2 separate regions of the Mus musculus genome follow, and region 1 is linked to region 2. Evidence: chromatin contacts called from public Hi-C data. All regions are on one chromosome and are shown on one strand. Each heading gives the region's core, a stretch centred on a gene start, on an enhancer-like site or on the middle of the called end of the contact. The rest is flanking DNA. Distances are from core to core; before and after follow the strand shown.

Evidence for each region. Hi-C and Micro-C count contacts between places; a contact is called where the count stands out from the background.
Region 1: a contact with region 2 is called in a Hi-C map of liver, with 2.6 times the contacts expected there. The contact joins two enhancer-like sites. A contact is called at or near these places in 1 of 15 datasets of contacts at CTCF or cohesin (the NIH/3T3 cell line), 1 of 484 Hi-C or Micro-C datasets (liver) and 2 of 115 datasets of contacts at active chromatin or transcription factors (the NIH/3T3 cell line and embryonic fibroblasts).

The regions. Positions count from the first base shown.
Region 1 is chr6:144,055,183-144,057,882 of GRCm38.p6, reverse strand. All of the region lies in intron 3 of Sox5 (SRY (sex determining region Y)-box 5), which reads left to right. Among named protein-coding and RNA genes, the nearest start is that of Gm52485, 70 kb to the right of the region's middle. Within about 2 kb of position 1,407, at least 108 of the 459 cell types and tissues checked have an H3K27ac peak or open chromatin away from gene starts, as enhancers often do. A contact at or near this core is called in liver, where this site is marked.
Region 2 is chr6:143,632,618-143,635,317 of GRCm38.p6, reverse strand. 1700060C16Rik (RIKEN cDNA 1700060C16 gene) reads left to right here. Exons shown (of 5, transcript NR_045732.1): 2 at 352-446. Among named protein-coding and RNA genes, the nearest start is that of 1700060C16Rik, 17 kb to the left of the region's middle. Within about 2 kb of position 1,352, at least 6 of the 459 cell types and tissues checked have an H3K27ac peak or open chromatin away from gene starts, as enhancers often do. A contact at or near this core is called in liver, where this site is marked.

The DNA of each region.
Region 1 (2,700 bases), core at 158-2,657, 420 kb before region 2:
ATTTTATAGTTTTGGGGGAAAAGCTTTAGAATCTGTATTAATCATTTTTAAAGATAAACAACCTCAGTGGCGAAGACTGGATTATCTCTAAATGACCTATTCATGGGAGCACGGGTTACAATTCAAAGGTAAAGATCAAGATATCAAAACTTGCCAACTCTCTTCCCCAAGTCCGATAGCCCTTCATGTCTCCACGTCTGTCATTCTGGTTATCGGCTAGGAGTTACTCATTCCATGATGTCAGCTATGTAGATATCCAGGAATACTTCTTGCAGTTCCATGTCGGAAGTTGAGCTCCATCTCAACAGTTTGTCTAAAGACAGGCATTGCCATGCGCTGGGACTGCTACGGTCCCTGAATGTTGACTGAGATGCTCGCTTTGGCAAAAGAGGAAGCCGCACTTCTGGGTTGGTCGATAGAAATGCCTCAGATCTGGGTGCCCCTGTGAGTAGCCAAATGGCAGAACTGTCACATTCTTGGTACACTGAGGTGGTTCAAACAGCCGATTAGTGTAAGCAGTGTTTTGGAAAACTGTCGACAGTTAGCTACTGTTCTTTCAAACTCCATTTTGTAGCTCTGACAGAAACTTGGTTTAACTTACAGAGGGAAAGCGAGAGACAAAGAGAGGTGTCGGTGTGAAGTGCCCAGTGGAGAGGCAGAGCCCCTCATTTAAGTGTCGAGTGCGACACTGTATTAACCTTTTTGATGGACGTATGTGATAAGGTGACATGTAAATGGAACATGAGGGTAGATATGACACCGCACCTGGCTGGGGATGAAACAGTCGCCTGAATACTGGGCTATTATAGCAGTTTGCAAACCTTGAGTAAACTCAGTCAGCGGTTGTGTAATTGGTTATTCAATCCCGACCCTTGTTCACAGCTCAAAGCCAGGAACACTGAGACCCGTTGCCAATTTAACTGAATATAGAGACTGTACTCGGCCGGGGCCTAACACTGGAGCCAGGCCTTTTCCTGTGGGCCGGTTTCCACCATGTCTGAGGCTGGCTCTGTGACAGTAGGCCTTTTGTTGTGCGAGCCTGGCTGCTGCTCCCCTTCTCTGCAGAAATGTCTAACAGCTACACAAATAAAGAAAATAGGAACAGGGAGGCAGTGTAGCAGATCTCTGGGTAAGCTGATGCAGAGTTCTTAGTTTTCTCCCCACCCTTCCTTATGTGGGGGGAGTGAATGGGGAGAGTTAAGTAAACTTGGGGAGTGATATAGAATCTACCTCTAGATAACAAGGGAACCTCCATGATGCCCCATGGAACATGATACGTATGGAGACATTGCATGTATGACTGCATTCATGAACATGGGTTTGCATTTCCCCTCTTCTCCTATGAACATCTAAGGAGGCAGGCTTTGCTGAGCACTCTATTGTGCTTGAAAGCTACAGTGTGTTTACAAACCTGTTATGTATTTAACTTTGTGAAGCAAGCACCCCTCCACTCTGGCTAAGCACCCTGGATTCCAGCCAGTAGACTAACCATTCACTGACTTGAATCTAATAAAAACTCTGAGAAAAATTAGCTAAGACTCAGATTCCAATGTCTGTTCTGAAGAATGCCCGATCTTCTCAGAAAGAGGGCTTCAGAAAGAAAACTGACAGACATGCCATATTTGCCAGTTAGGTGATGGTCTGAGAAACCTGAGACTTATCCTTGTCCAGTGAGGTTTCTATGTGATGTTGTTTCTGCTTGCAGGCTGTGACGTGTCGCGCGCGAAGTGTGTGAATCAGAAAACAAAGCAAAAAGCACAAGAGTAAAGAAACACATGCAAAAATATTCTGAAGTAGAGAATTTGATAGGGATTTTGAGAGTGTATGTATATGTGCATGGATGTGTGCGTGAGAGAGAGAGAGAGAGAGAGAGAGAGAGAGAGAGAGAGGCTTTACCATTGCAGAGTCACAGTTCTCTCAAGACTGTCAAGGTCTCCTCTGAGTGACCATAGCACTTTGAGGTTCAGTAGCAGCAGCCTTGGTCCCTCAACGTTTTGTTTTAGTTAACTGAGTAGCCTCCTGTTGGGGGGTTGCTGCGAGCTCCTAATAATTTTGACTTAATGTGATTCAGGCCAACTTGGAGGGTTGGAAGATAGTGAGTGACCTGTGGAGAGGAAAGAAATGGGACAAGGGAATGGGTAGGGAGTTGGTTTGGTGCCAAGCGAGGCATCCTGACCAAAAGGAAGGAAGCAAATTGGTGCTATACACAATTAATCATTGAAAGGGGACTGGCTATTGTTAGGCAAACATAAGTACAGAGGGAACAGTTAGCTGGAAATATGTGACAGGAAGAACTATAGACACTCCACAAGAAGGCTTTAATGGAAAAATACAGCCAGCTATCTCACTATAAGAGCTTTCCTGGTAGCCACATGCTATGAGCATTATTATAAAAGTTGTATTATAAAAATTGATTATAATCTAGCATAATATATTTAGGTTTAATAAAGGCATATAGTGGTACTGAGTGTCATGGTATAGTAGGGAGCCCTTAGCATTGGTGTGTTCATTAGTGTCGTATCTCACTGCACTGACATTCTAAACTCTTTACTTCCTGAAGGGAAAATAGGAATGTATATCTATGAGGAGAAGATGACAGACCTGGGCATCGCCCCTGTGAACCTTGGAAAATTACAGTTTCATTTGGATCTAACCATCTTGGTCTCTCAAGTGGTTTTCCTGTTTATTTTGTAATACGGT
Region 2 (2,700 bases), core at 103-2,602:
TTTGGCTTGCTCTTGGCTACCAAGACCTGCTAACTCTATGCATATGGCTGGGTGCCCTGGATTGCAAATCTTAGCTTCTCCCACATTTTAGCAATTCTCTAGCCCTCGACACTTAGCCTTCATCTTGCACACTCAGCTCTTTGGTCCCTGCCTGGCCAGGCTGCCAAGCTGCCACCCACATCTGGTGGGGCTTTCTTGTCACACCTGGAGGAATGGGGAGAGAGCTGGATCACTCAGCTGCTGCAGTGTAACCTCATTTTGTTAGTCACTATCCATACTGCCGATTTTCAAATGTGTAGCAGACAATAGAACATTTGCTAAATTTCCCTTGACCTCTGCTTCCCTCAACAGAAGCTCGAGACTCGACTCTGGGTTTGCGATATGTTGCTTTCTATTCCCCGAGACTGCTCAATACTGGCATGCATTTTGATGGAGAGGAGAAAATGGTGAGTGTGCTTATAAATTAACAGTCAAGGATGTGTTCAAACCCTGAATTATTCCCACAGGAAACAAGTCACTGGCTCCAACATCCCTTCTCTTTCTTACGTTGCCAGAAACAGATGTTGACAGCTCCCTCATTTGGGAATCGATGCGGAAAGATAGTTATTACCCAGGAGAAACAAGCTATACTGCACATGACTCCTTAGAAGCAAGAAGCAGTTTATTTAAACTTAGAGAAAGTCCACGCTGACAACCTGCGTGCAGAAGCGAATGAAACTCACACCGAAAATCTCACGGTTTCATAGACGGTTTTTGAGGCTAGTTAAAAGTTGACAGAAAGCTTAGAGAGCTGCGGGGCAAAGTCAGATCTGAGACCAAAGTCCCCTCTCTACACAAAGCCACTGAAAAATATCAATCACTCAGCTGGCTATTGGGCCCATATCGCTCAAAGGAATTCAATTTTCTAAACACATTTTTAGAAGAAAAAAAGCCATAATTAATGTTTTCACTTAAAAGGCATCTATATGTCACATATATGAAACCTTATATAGGCTATACTCGTATGTGTGCACATAATGGCAGGTGAATGTTGTTTCAAAGAGACTTCAGAATGAAAGTTATTAGATTCTGGGGGAAAAAGAACTCTGGAAAATACTCATAATATTCTCATAACTTGCCCGCTGGTACCTGCCCATAGACTAATTGTGAAACATTCTTAGGGTAGGTGCCTTTTGTTTTCTCTTTGCTTTTTCTCTGCAAGTGGCATTCCTGAGTCTGCTGAGGGCTGCATCTCTGACATGTAGCCCTGAGGAATGTATGTGTTGTTGAATGAATGGAGCTGAATATGGGGGTGAGGGCAGATGCTCCAATGGATGGGGAAAGGGCTGAAGCAGGCAGAACCCACAGTACGTAGCAATCAGCGCTGGGATGAGTCTCTTTCAACAAAAATGTCATGCTGACCTGGTAGGGAGGGTGGCAGGATAGAAGCCCTGCAAGTGGGATCTGGCAGCCGCTATCAGAGGGACAGAGTCAATATATAATCAGGGTGACCTGAAACCGCCAATCACACTCCCTGTCTTCAGAGACACAGGCTCGGGAAGTTTCAAATGTGCAAGACTGCCCTTTTCTGTTCATCGTGCTGAAGGAGCCAAGACCTCCTGAGGTCACCAGGCCTCAGCACACAGCTGGTTCAGGGACACGATACCACTGGTCCATGTGGCTTTGATGCCTGTGGATGGAACCCTACCTGACATTTGATGGTCTGGTCATTAAGACCTGTGTCATGTTTGTTCCAAATATACCATATATTGAGAGCTCAAGGCCCTCTCTGCTCAAAAGTTTTGACAACTTTATTGCCTTAGAGAGAATGGACTAAGAATCTGATCCAGTTAATGTTCATATGTCTGTCACTTATCTTGGGGTCACCAGTGAGTCTATTTTGTTAACTGCACCTGTCAAAATATACAGTAAACAAGATAACCTTATTTTACAAACTCATGCATCTAACTTCAACCAGTAAGTCTGTGTTTTATGAATTGTTCATCATTTAGTGAAATCTCATGTAAAAACAAAAAGAAAGAGAAAACAAACAAAACAAATAAATAAGAACCACACACAGTTTGTGAAAACAAGATGCTGGTGGCAAATAAAAAGTCCTACAAATTGGAAATATGAGGGGATGTCTTTACAATAATGACTTTAAGCTATACCATGAGTCTTCCAGGAGTGTGGTCTACACCACAGTGGTGACCGTGGGACCGAAGCAACACTCTAGACTTTCAGGATTTATAGGAACTGGATTTTAATCACTTGGGGCAGAAACCTAACTTTAAACAACATAGCTAAATCTAAAGAAACTGCCAACCAAAAAGGGCAGCAGGAACCCATTTGGGCCTTAGGAACGCACCTTGGCTACGATGCCTGTCTAATGACCGTGTTTGCTCGGTGTGACTTATTTCTCAGTGCCCATTTCTCACAGGCAGTCTGGGTCTACTCATGGCTCCCTTTCCACTAAACTGGAACTATTCCTTCACATAACTGCAGTTTCCCCATCTATACAGAATTTACTCTCAGAATTGTTTGTTTATCTGCTGTCTTCTCGGTGTTAGATACCAGACCTAGTGCCTCAGATGTCTAAGGCAAGGCCTCTTCCACTGCAATGTTTCTGGATTTGCTTCGAAATCCCATCCTCTCATTTATTTCCCATTTTCCTTGGACTTCCCCTCCTTTCCTTCCTTTCCTTTAAAGATTAGTTTTAGT